3 separate regions of the Sus scrofa genome follow, and regions 1 and 3 are each linked to region 2. Evidence: chromatin contacts called from public HiChIP or PLAC-seq data. All regions are on one chromosome and are shown on one strand. Each heading gives the region's core, a stretch centred on a gene start, on an enhancer-like site or on the middle of the called end of the contact. The rest is flanking DNA. Distances are from core to core; before and after follow the strand shown. Region 1 holds the start of RPL10A (ribosomal protein L10a). Region 2 holds the start of PPARD (peroxisome proliferator activated receptor delta). Region 3 overlaps PPARD (peroxisome proliferator activated receptor delta).

Region 1 (3,863 bases), core at 1,170-3,669, 110 kb before region 2:
ATGCAACCAACCAGACCCCCTCACCTTCTTCATCTGGAACTTGATCGTGGACTTCACTTCATCAACTTTGGCCACCATGTTCTCATTGTGGGTCAGCAAGGAAGGGAATTTGCCAGCCTTATTCAGGCCAGGGCCCAGGATTCGTGGAATCTGCTTGATTAGAGATTCTGAAGCCAAAAAGGCATCATACTTCTTGGCTGGTAAAGACAAGAATCCATGGGATGCTTATTAGGACCTGGCCCCTGAAGACCCACCTCCAACAGGGCTGTGAACCAACCACAGAAGCAGCCTCTATCCAGTACTCTACCTCTTCTATTAAGTGTATCTCTACCTTCAGGACTTTTTACTGGCTCCAATCACATGAAACCCAATAGCAGAAGCCCAGGGTGACACAATCCAGGGTGCAATGGTAAATGGTCACTCCAGTTAAGACTGCCTGGCTTCAAATCCTGCCTTCCTAACTTTCTAGCTACAAACAAGAAGGGAGTGTCTCAATCTGTAAAACGCTCAAATCACAGAACAAAGATTAACCTGTCACCTTGCTTAAGAACCACTCCCTGGCCTGCTTCCCTTAAAAATAAAAATTAAGCAGAGCTTCCTTGCCTGCCCGCTTGCATCTTACAAGTGTCCTATCTTAATAAATCCATTTCTTGCGTTAAAAAAAAAAAATTAAAAAAGGGGGGGGGAGTTCCCGTTGTGGTGCAGTGGTTAATGAATCCGACTAGGAACCATGAGGTTTCGGGTTCGGTCCCTGCCCTCGCTCAGTGGGTCAAGGATCCAGCATTGCTGTGAGCTGTGGTGTAGGCTGCAGAGGCAGCTCGGATCCCGCATTGCTGTGGCTGTGGTGTAGGCCGGCGGCTACAGCTCTGATTAGACCCCTAGCCTGGGAACCTCTATGTGCTGTGGGAAGCAGCCCTACTAAAGGCAAAAAGACAAAAAAAAAAAAAAAAAATTCAGGGCTGTGGCAGGGGGTCAAGAAGCAAAATGCAGCGGCTCAAATTAAATCCCCGGCCCAGAAACTTCCATATACCATCGGTGTGACCATCAAAATGAACAGTAAACTGCCAAAAACAAGATAAGAAAAAATCACATTAGCCAACCACAGCACATCCTTTCTGTCACTGTATCTTTATGACTTTACTCCAGCACTTTGAAATCTAAGTGGCAGAAAGACCACTCATAACAAACCGCTCCCACGAGAACTGCCCCCACCCCAACACTTATACAAAAAATCACACGAGGAACCGCTCACCCAGCTTCTTGACCAGTTTCTTATTCTTGTTGAGTTTCTTCAGTGCCTCGATGTCCATGTGCGGGATATCCACAGCCTTGGCCTCATCACAATGCTGCTGGTCTCCCAGGACACACACGGAGAACTTGGGGCGGGGAGTAGACTTAAGCCTGCGTTAGGGGGACAGAACAGGTCATGCGCAGCCCGGGGTCCCACGTGCAGGTGAAGGGGTCTGGGACCGCCACAGCACTGAGCCTTACCCAGAGCGTCCACATTCACCAGCAGCTAGTCTGGCTTCTCAAACTAGCCGGCGGGTTCGGCCAAAGCCTCCCCACGCCTCCCCTCTTCTTTTAAGACCCAGGGTGGGGGTCCGTCCAGCCACGCCTGCCCGGAGCAGGGGGTCTGAACTACCCACGCACTTCAGGGCCGCACGTGCCCCGCCGCCTCGGGCTCAACAGGAGCCTGAAGGGAGGAGCCGGGCACGGGGACACTGAGGGCTGGGTGGGGTCAGAACGGTGCCAACCTGACGGTGCCCGAGAAGCGTTTGTCCTTCTGTGGGTCATAGTTCTTCAGGCTGATCTGAAGCTCCACCGTCTCCAAAAACCTTAGAGAGCGAACAAAGTTAGCCGGGGGCCGCGGCTCCCCGGCCCAGCCCAGCCCGCCCTGCCCGCGGAGGCCCGCGCTTACTTCCGGCGCTTGCGCTGGTTCCCGTGCAGGACCTCCCGCACCGCCTCGTACAGGGTGTCGCGAGAGACTTTGCTGCTGCAAGAGATAAACAAGACGAGCGCTCAGGACCCGAGAGCCATGACCACTGCCTCCGGGGGTCAGAAGCCTCATGTTTAGAGACGCGAGGAAGGTCCACGACCGACTCCTGGGGACTCCGGCCACCAAAGGGGGGCGATGTGGACCCAAGAAGCAGATGCAAACCTCGCCGAAGTGGCACCCGACTTAGGCGACCAAGCTTGGCGCGCTAAGTCGAACGCCAGGCCTGAAGGCCGAAACCTGACAACAAACGCCCTTCAGCGAAGCAAGGAGCAAGGACCTCCGATTTCGCTGTGTCTCCCTTCCCACAGGGTCACCCGGCAGAGCGGATGAGTGCGGATAGCATGGAGTAACTCTCACCTCATGGTGCCTGGCGCAGCGATAACCGGAAAAGAAAGTGACTAGCTCGCGCATGCGCTCAAATAGGACCTTGTTCTCGCGAGAGATGCTTTGTTCCCGCGGCTTCCCACCGGAGCCCTCCCTCAATCTCCCGGAGCGCCGCTGTCTGCGGCCGCACGAGGGCGCCGCTGCTGCGTGTTGCAAGGCTAGGTCTGCGAGAGGACAATCATGAGCCGCGGTGGTCCAGGGCGCACCTGAGAATGCTCCCTTTCACAGCAGCTGCTGCCAGGCCCTTAGGAAAGAGGCTAGGTCCGGGGCTGGAAGTACAGCAGTCACACTGCCGGGCACCGCACCCTGATGGCCGCTAAGAAGATGCAGCTCCTCCTGCATGTTTATCACACAAACGTGCGCCTGGTTCCACCTGCCCTCCGCATCTGCTTCTCTTCTCAAAAACAGGCTTTACTCCTGACCTCTCTCCTTCATCATCTTGCTCTAACGGGGCTCACGGTTCTGAGGAAGTTGTGAGAAAGAGTTCTGTTCCTGGACCCTCTGAGCCTGCCATGGAAAGAGCGGGAAAGGTTTTGTAATGAAATTTTTTACCTGATAGTTGATTCAATGATATCTATAGGTTAAGCGTTTACTATGAACAGCTAAGTGCTGTGGGAAAATATAGCTTAGCTTAGTACAGACATGCCCACAGTACTGTACACCCTTTCTGCCTCTTCTCTGTCCAACAGGCCCCCCATCCTCTCCGTTCACAGTAACCTCAAGAGCCCTTCAGATGCCTCCTCACATGCCATCTGCCCCGAAGACTTCCCAACTCCAGGCTGAGTGACTCGCACCCTCAAGCCCCCCTTTCCCAGGGCGGGATGCACAGCCCCACCTACTCAACCAACAGCTCTGACAGGGCTGGGATGGGTGGTACCACACATGATCCGGCCCACAGAAGGTGAATGAACTTCAAACTCAACCGCCTTCCCTTCATAGAGCATTTCACCAGGGAAAAAAGGTGCCCCCTGTCACTGGGCGTGGGGGCTCGGGGGGGGGTGTATGTTGATTGTCAACAAATGTCCAGAGATGATAGGAAAGCAGGCACTGCTTCGAATAACACATAATTGAACTTCCTGCTTTTTATTAAATACCACTGATAAATTACTTTTCAAGTCAGAAACAAGAACACAGAGGATCATAACATACACTTGGGCACAAGAGATTTGTGCTGAGCACATAGGTCCCCCAGGGCTCCTGGAGCATCATCCATCCACTTTGGGTCTGCTTTGACCCTACTGAGACCTAAGGCCTTTGCCCCCCCCCCTTCTTTTTTGGCCATGCCTGCAGCATGCAGAAGTTCCTGAGTCAGGGACTGAACCTGCGCCACAGTTACAGCCTGTGCTACAGCTGCAGCAGCACTGGATCCTTAACCCCATGCGCCACAAGGGAACTTCCCTATTGAGGCCTGTCTTAAAAGTTTCTGTCCCACAGCCTGAGGTAGAAGTGATGGGGAGGGAGCCCAGGGTCGGCAGCCCTTGGT
Region 2 (4,247 bases), core at 509-3,008:
CAGCCCCACAACCTGCCCAGACAGATATTGACCTGACACCCTATGCTACGCCTGGGCAAAGGGAACACAACTTTAGTGGCAGTCTCCTGCTTGGAGTGACAGGCTATCAAGCTCCCAAGGAAAAACGGAGGGAGGAGAACCTTCAAGAGCACCTGCTCAGGGACTGACATTAGAAGCCCCGACACATTCAGTGGGTAAGAGATGGGCAAGAAGGAAAAGTCAGCAGGTAGTCTGAACCACCAACAATAAAAGGGACAAATAGCTGCCAGCCCCAGGGCCATCAGGCTGGCAATCTATTTCAAAACTCAAACAGGAAAAAAAAAAAAAAAAAATGTTCTGGAGCCAGTACAGAGGAAAAAGGTTGAAGACCACAGGCATTCTCTGGGGCATAGCTTCTGGAGACTTCTTTTAGCTCTTGGGATGGGGTACAGGGTGGAGGGTGGGAGTGAGGGCAGAGACAGGCTGGGGTATCATGACTTAAATGTATACAGTACATCCAGAGTGTAAAGCCACAAAGCCCTGCTTCCTGGAAGGGGAAAAGGGTTGGATAAGGCCTCCAGCTACCCCTGGCACAGGTCCAATTCAGCGGCCAGTCTCTCCTCAAGGGTTCCTGGAAGTCAACAGACCCATAAAGGGGAAGTACTAGAGCTGAGATTAGAAGAATGGTCTACAAATTGGACATGATCCTTGATGCAACGCCCCAGTAAATTCTCCCACACAGACATACCTGCTATTTACCGCTGACATTCAGTCTCTTACTTCAATCGCGGGCTGAACACCCCCGCCCCCAAACCATGACTCTCTCAACTGCAGGTCAAAGGAAAGCAAAGTTGTATTTGGAACTAATGCTTCTCCCAGAAGCAGAGGCAAAGAACTGGGAGGGAAGGGAGACGGGTGTCAGGAATGCAGGGGACAGGGCTAACTGGAAGGAAATCAGAGAATGAAGCAAAAACAGGGCCTCTGGGGGCAACCTGGGTAGGAGGGGCGTAGGTTGACTGGGATTGCAGACACCGGCTGAAAAAGCCTAATACCGCGAAGAAGACGACGGGGAGCTTAACACCAGGTAAGGAAAGGATAAGGATGGGAAAAGAGAGCAGACTGAGAGAGCAAGGATGGGACGACAAAGGCAGGATAACGAGGGGTCAGAGATGATCTCCGAGGACACCCTGGGTAGAGAGGGCGACTGATTTGGGTACCAGGTAAGGGATGAAGGAAGAGCCTGGAGGCAAGGGTGGGGAGTGGGAGAGGACCTCCAACCTGAGACCCAGCTCTCAGAACACAGAAGTGGGAGGAGACGGAGTAAGAGGCCCAAAGAGGGGACACAGAGTGCGGGGTGCGGGGGGGAGGACTGGGGGGAGGCCCGCGGTTCAGGCTTAAACAGGGATGGGCGTCCAAAGCCTGGGGGCACCGGGTCAGCAGAGCGGGGCGCCTGCAGAGCAACTAACGACCGTGGACCGGCGGGGGGCCGGAGGCAACAGGAAGCAGCTGTAGCTGGGTCCAAGGACCCCTGCGGCTCCCCTACCCCACAGCCCGCCGGGCCTTGCGCTCCAGCCCCGTTGCCCGCCTCAGCTCAGGCCTGCTGCTTCCCTCCGCTGCTTGCCTATCCACTTCCCCGGATCCAGACTGACCTGACTTGGCTGCCCCCCGCGCCACCGCCACCGTCCGGCAGGCTCCGCAGGGTCCTCCGGCCCCTGCCAAAACTTTTCCCATTAATCCCAGCTCCGCGGCGGCCGTGGCGTCACACGCTGCGCGGTCCAGCCCCGCCCCCGCCAGTCGACGTCATCGCGCAGCTCGTCCCCTCCCCTTTCCCCACGCCCCCTTCCGTCCGGACCGCGGCCAATTACCGAGCTTCTGGAGACTCCCCTGAATCACCACTCCGCCCACCGCACGCTGCCCTGGGTCCGCTTAGAGCGCCCTCTGGTGCGAGCCAGTGGCGCGGCTGCTGGGGGAGGAGCCGGGGAGGAAGCTCCAAGGCTAGTAAAACAGGTGTGGCAAATATCACAAAAGGGAATTTAAAGCTGGAAGGGAATTTAGAGATTATCTCGTACCATCTCCTCATCCTTCCAGTGAAGAAACAATCCCAGAGAAGCTACGTGACTTGCAGTGAGAAGCAATGCTGAGGCTAGAACCTGGATATCCAAATTGGGTATCCAGATTCTCCTGGAGGAAACTGTGCTGCCTATAATTTTCACAAAAGGGCTTCGCTCCCTCATGAGGCTTCTGCAACTAGAAATGTATGGTTCTGGACTTCTTACCTGTCTTCCTATTTATTTAATATGCTTGCTCGCCTAAATGGGGAACATCCTCCATACTGTTGTAGAAAATTATGTCCTCGATTTGGCGGGGTGGGGTGGCAGGTACAGCATGCGAAGTTCCCAGGCTGTGGATCAAATCGGAGATGCCGGGATCGAATTCACATCCTCCTGGATACTAGTCGTGTTCGTTTCCACTTAGCCACAAGGGAGACTCGCTATTCTTGCTTCTTAACGATGGTCTTTTGTTTTGGTTTGGTTTTGGGGAAGGGTTTTTTTGGTTGCACCTGCAGCATGCAACCCGGCCAGGGATGGAACCCAATCCACAGCAAGTGACCCAGGCTGCTGCAGTGACAACACCGGATCCCTAACCCACCGCTCCGCAAAGGAATGCCTGCTTCTTTTTTTTCTTCTCTACTTTTTGAAATGAATGTACACTACTTTTGTCATTCAGATGTTAACCTCCTTGCCTTTGATATTGAAGTAATGGTTTGTAGAAGCCAAAGCCTTCCCTAAGATTTCTGCAAATTTCTGGCAGCTTTCAATTCTAAATCTCTCTGTCTCCGGGGCTCCAGCTTCTGCCAGGCTGTTGCAGTCACACGGTTCAGAAATGTCCAAATGAAACTTAGCCCTTCCCGAGAACTGCCCACACCTCTTCCCACACAAAACATTCATGGGTAGAGAGTTTAGGATGCCCCCAGCCCTGGGGCATAGTCATATGATGCACTGCAAAGTTTATTTTTATTTGTTTGTTTTTTGTTTTTTAGGGCCACACCTGCGGCATATGGAAGTTCTTAGGTGAGGGGTCAAATCAGAGCTACAGCTGCTGGCCTGCGCCACAGCAATGCTGGATCCTTAACCCACTGAACAAGGCCAGGGATTGAACCTGCATCCTCTTGGATCCTAGTCGGGCTTGTTAACCGCTGAGCCATGAAGGGAACTCCTGCAAACAGTTTAAACTCACACTCCTGACATTCTTTTAAAGTTCTTTCTGTACCCTCCTTTGAGGTTTTATGACTGGCTCTTTACCCCTTAGGGCCTGGCCTTTTCCCAAATTATTACCTCTTCTCCCTGCCCCATCCTTCTCTCCTCTATCCCATCCTCTCTGGAGAAAAAAAACCCAAATTCTTCCAGCTTCCCATTCAGGAAGAGGCATTCTAACCATTTATCTTTTTTTTTTTTTTTTTTTCCTCTTTGGCTGCCCTGAGGCATATGGAGTTCCCAGGTCAGGGATTAGATCCAAGCCACAGCTGCAACCTACATGCAGCTATGACAACACTGGATTTTTTTTTTTTTTTTTTTTTTTTTAGGGCTGTACCCATGGCTAATGGAAATTCCCAGGCAAGGAGTCGAATCGGAGCTGGCAACACCAGATCCTTAACCCACTGAGCAAGGCCAGGGATCAAACCTGTGTCCTTGTGGATAGTAGTCAGGTTACTGCTGAGCCATGATGGGAACTCCAACACTGGATCCTTTTAACCCACTGTGCTGGGCTGGATATTGAACCTGCATCCTGGCACTGCAGAGATGCCACCAATCCTTTTGTACCACAGAGAGAACTCCCTAACCATATATGTTCATCTATCTTCATCGCTAGGGTTCCTGTCAACACTCATGCCCTGAAGATCTCACTTTCTTCCTCTAAAGTCTTATTTCCCCTAATAAAGACAGTTACTTCCCTTCAAGAAATTCTAGGAGCACCATTAAATGCATTAATGCATTTTTTTTTTTTTTTGGTCTTTTTGCTATTTCTTGGGCCGCTCCCGAGGCATATGGAGGTTCCCAGGCTAGGGGTCCAATCGGAGCCGTGGCCACCGGCCTACACCAGAGCCACAGCAACGCAGGATCCGAGCCGCGTCTGCAACCTACACCACAGCTCACCGCAACGCCGGATCATTAACCCACTGAGCAAGGGCAGGGACCGAACCCGAAACCACATGGTTCCTAGTTGGATTCGTTAACCACTGCGCCACGACGGGAACTCCCATTAATGCA
Region 3 (3,971 bases), core at 178-2,677, 67 kb before region 2:
CTCTCAGAGGAGAAGTGAGAAGAGTTCAGTCAACCCTGAGGTCTGGGGAGGGGCTAACCCAGTGGCGCTGCAAATCAGGAAAAGCTTGGCAAGGCCAGTGGCCGACCTGCGTGCCCACGGTGTCGGGCACTGCTCTGAGGGCACTCCCTTCTGTCTCTGGGCTCCCGGAACCTGGCCCCGTGATGCCCGTGCCAGCTGCCCATGCGCCACCCGGCCGGCTCACCGTTGTGAGACATGCCCAGCGCCAGGCATTTCTGGAAGCGGCAGTACTGGCACTTGTTGCGGTTCTTCTTCTGGATCTTGCAGATCCGCTCACACTTCTCGTACTCCAGCTTCATGCGGATTGTCCGGCGGAAGAAGCCCTGTGGGACAGCGGATGAGGGAGGGTGAGAAAAGCCACGAAGAAGGGAGAAAGATGGTTCCTGCGCTGCCCGTGGGGCCGTGCTGGGGGCTCGACTGTGCATCAGGATGGAGCAATTCCTCAACTTGGAAGTGATGGGGGGAAGTACTTTGGGAAGGGAGAGGGAGAAGGAAAGTGAACAACTCTAAACCTTCTGAAATAATTAAAATATGATGCCATATTGATTTCAAGTGCGTTTTTGTTGGTTTGGTAACATAAAATTATATTGTGGCTAAGCTGGTTTATTCATAAATGTGGTTCTGCATCTTTCCTGGAGAGTCATTTAATAAAATAAGACGTGAAATTTTGATGGGGGTGCAGTAAGGAGGAAGAACCTACAAGCACCACTGGAAAAAGAAATACAACGTTTCCTTTTTTATCGGAGCGCCCCCTGGGGCCTTAAGGCACAGGAAACCCTGACCACAGGGCTCAAGCCCAAGACCCTCATCCTGTCCTGCCTGTCTTCTCGTGTCCAGTCCCCAGGGGGCGCCAGCAGCCCAGAGAGCCCACGTGAGAGGCTGGGTCAGCACCACGAATGGCGGGCAGGACCCAGAGCTAAGCCTGGAAGGCGCGCAAGGGCCTGGCTGCCTCCCAAGTAGGAATTCCGCCATGGGTACAGTCAGGGCCTCGCCCCGCAGCAGGGAAAGCCTTTCTGGCAGGTCTATTCAGCACGTGACCACAGCCCCGCCAGGCAGCCACCCCTCCACTGCCCGTACCTTGCACCCCTCGCAAGCGTGGACTCCGTAGTGGAAGCCTGATGCCTTGTCCCCGCACACCCGGCACTCCATGCTGAGGCCACCGCACGAGGCCCCGTCGCAGCCCATCTGCAGCTGGTCCAGCAGCGCGGGTGGAGAGCAGCTCTGGGAGAGATCTGCAGACACAGCAGGGGCAGCGGGTCACAGTCGGCCAGGCCGGGGGGGGGGGGGGGGGAGGTGGCTGGAGCCCCCAGGGCCACACAGACCTCAGGAAGAGCCGGCCTTGCCAAATCACAGCCTTGGCTCAGTCACCTAAGATCTACGTGGCCTTTCCGAGAATCAGCCTCTTTATCTAGAACACGGGCTTAATGACAGGAGGTGAGCAGTGGCCACAGCTTTGCCCCAGCCCTGACGCCCAGCAGGTGTTCCCGAAATGCCTCACTAGATAGTGTATCTGTGTAGTCAGAGCCTCCCCGCCTGCACCCACCCTCAGCGGGAGGGTGGGGGGTGGCTGTGTTTGGGGAGGGGGAGCAGAGGGAAGAAGCCTGAAGATTCTCTTTGGATCGTCCTCAGGAGGCGGCTCTCCTGGCTGAAGAGGCTCCACTGTGTGGGCTACAGGGGACCATGCATGGTGTGTTTTGTGGAGGCCACAGAGTGCAGGCCTTGGCAGGGCCCACCCCTCCTTCCCCAGAAACTGGATTCCCAGGAGTGACAGCAGGAAAGCCTCCAGCAGGACCCCTCCAGGCCGTGGGGAGGGGAGCACAGCAGCTGCTCCCCTCTTGGGCAGGGGAGGGCGACAAGAGTCCCTGGCCTGTCCCAGAGCCTTAGCCCCCAAACTTGGGTCATTCCAATGGTGTGACGGTGCCCCCCTTTCTGCTCCTTCCACCTCCTGGGCACGTGCTGTGGGGAGCCAGAAGCCTGGGAGCACAAAGCCTTCGTACTGGCTCAGTGTTGGGTGCCCCCCACCAAAAGGTAAGGGCCACAGGGCGGAACCCTGTCCACCAGGGCGCTGCTGCTGGGTACAGAGCAGCCACCCAGCGACTCCTCAAGCTGCCTGGGTGATGGGACCTCAGCACCAAGTGGTGGAGGGCCCGCCGCTCCTGGAAGCGGTGTCACAGGAGCGACAGAGCTCCCGCTACCAGACGCTGGGAGAGCGACCTAACACATCAAAACCTCTGCAGAGAGCTGAGCAGGTGCTAGGTAGGGGGTAGGGAGGGTTTCCGGCACCTCCTCCCTGATGTGTGCAGTCTGTGTGCATGTTCGCCTTCTGGCACTTCTTGAAAGCAGTGTTGTTTTTGTGGTTTGCACGTCTGCCTCCTCTGCTAGACTCTATGCACATTTCCTCTGGATCTCAATCCTCCATCGAGCCATGTCCATAGTGACCAGTCACTTCCTGGTGGCCCTTCCTTGTCACCCTCGGGGCCCTGAGGCCTGGCATATGTCTGGTCACCAGGTTGCTGTTGGCCCTGCCCCCCTCTTTCATTCAGTGGACACCTGATGGGCACCTGCTGCATGCAGGGCAGCAGTCAGACCCTGCCCTCAACTGGCCCAAGAAGGAAAGAGGTGGGGGGAAAGCAGAACACAAGGCGGCGAGGGGCAGGGCTGGCCGGGGGCAGGCGGTGCAGGGCGGGATTGCGAGGGAGCCATCACTGGGTGTGAGGCTGTCAGGCAAGGTGACTGCTCCCCTCCCTGGCTCAAAGGTCAGGGCTTTAGGTGACTCCCAGGCTGGCTTCCAGGTCCTCAGAAGCAGCAGGAAGAGGGGTGAGAATGTGACACGGGAGCTGTGGTTCTGCAGTTCCCAAGCTGTGTCCCACAAAGGCAGCGATCATGCCTCTTCTTCTGGCTGTTTGTTCCCCTTCCCGCAGCTTCACAGAAACCCAAGCCTGGGGTGGGGTCCTTTGCTCATGAGGCCTGGAGAGCCCCAAACAAGACCTGGGCTGCACTGGCCCCTGCTCAGGGGTGTCAGGACCACCGGGAAGCCTGGGAGAAGCCAAGGTACCCAAGCCCCATGGACTACCGAGGTGGTCAGAGCTCTGGATTGTAAGGAGAGACCAAGAGGGGTGCCCCAGAGGGGCCCTGGTCAGGGGGCTGCAAAGTGGACTGGGGGAAACAGGCCCAGGGCTGTTAGGGGCACCGGGGGAGGGGGGTGATTGGAAAACAGGTACAGGCTGGCAAACCTGACAGCAGTCAGGAAGGTCTGGCAGCTCAGAGTAATGGGACAAGGACACACCCTTTTTTGTTTTTTTAGGGCCACATCTGTGGCATGTGGAAGTTCCCAGTCTAGGGGTCCAATCGGAGCTACAGCTGCCGGCCTACACCACAGCCACAGCAATGAGGGATCAGAGCTGCATGTGTGACTGCAGCTCATGGTAACATCGGATCCTTAACCCATGGATCAAGGCTAGGGATCAAACCTGCAACCTCATGGTTCCTAGTTGGGTTCGTTAACTGCTAAGCCACAATGGGAACTCCTGCCTATCTGAGGGGAACAGGAGAAGAACACAAGTAACTGACACTTGAGGCAGGAAGAGGCAGGGAGATGAGGGGATGGGTGGGCAGTGTGCGTGCAGCCTCCGGGGTGGGGGTGGTGTGGGGATTTGTGTTTACTGTGGTACCCCCATCACTTGGGGGTGAATTTTCCAAAAATAAAGGTTCTGTTTCTTCCTGGTTGACCCCCTGGCTTAAGGGCTTATTCTCCAATCACAATCATATCCTACCTGAAGTAATGATGACAGAATGTTCTTCTTCTTCTTTTTTTTTTTTCCTTTTGTCTTTTTTTTAGGGCTACACCTGGGGCATACGGAGATTCCCAGGCTAGGGGTCTAATCAGAGCTATAGCCTCCAGCCTACACCAGAGCCACAGCAGCAAGGGATCC

The links. HiChIP or PLAC-seq counts read pairs in DNA pulled down with a chosen protein or histone mark.
Region 1: an H3K27ac HiChIP or PLAC-seq map of alveolar macrophages shows a contact between it and region 2. The contact joins the promoter of RPL10A here to the promoter of PPARD in region 2. A contact is called at or near these places in 2 of 5 promoter capture datasets (fetal skeletal muscle and skeletal muscle), 9 of 47 Hi-C or Micro-C datasets (alveolar macrophages, blood, embryonic fibroblasts and 5 more) and 2 of 2 datasets of contacts at active chromatin or transcription factors (alveolar macrophages and skeletal muscle).
Region 3: a contact with region 2 is called in an H3K27ac HiChIP or PLAC-seq map of skeletal muscle. The contact joins the enhancer-like site here to the promoter of PPARD in region 2. A contact is called at or near these places in 5 of 5 promoter capture datasets (fetal liver, fetal skeletal muscle, liver and 1 more), 28 of 47 Hi-C or Micro-C datasets (adipose tissue, alveolar macrophages, blood and 13 more) and 2 of 2 datasets of contacts at active chromatin or transcription factors (alveolar macrophages and skeletal muscle).

Annotation. Positions count from the first base shown.
Region 1 is chr7:31,326,319-31,330,181 of Sscrofa11.1, reverse strand. RPL10A (ribosomal protein L10a) reads right to left here and starts at 2,419. Exons shown (of 6, transcript NM_001097477.2): 1 at 2,354-2,419; 2 at 1,919-1,993; 3 at 1,755-1,835; 4 at 1,253-1,401; 5 at 25-197. The coding sequence starts at 2,358.
Region 2 is chr7:31,220,053-31,224,299 of Sscrofa11.1, reverse strand. PPARD (peroxisome proliferator activated receptor delta) reads right to left here and starts at 1,758. Exons shown (of 8, transcript NM_214152.2): 1 at 1,629-1,758.
Region 3 is chr7:31,287,002-31,290,972 of Sscrofa11.1, reverse strand. It overlaps PPARD (peroxisome proliferator activated receptor delta), which reads right to left. Exons shown (of 8, transcript NM_214152.2): 4 at 1,117-1,271; 5 at 224-362. Among named protein-coding and RNA genes, the nearest start is that of RPL10A, 39 kb to the left of the region's middle. Within about 2 kb of position 1,427, at least 36 of the 83 cell types and tissues checked have an H3K27ac peak or open chromatin away from gene starts, as enhancers often do. A contact at or near this core is called in adipose tissue, alveolar macrophages, fetal liver and 6 more, where this site is marked.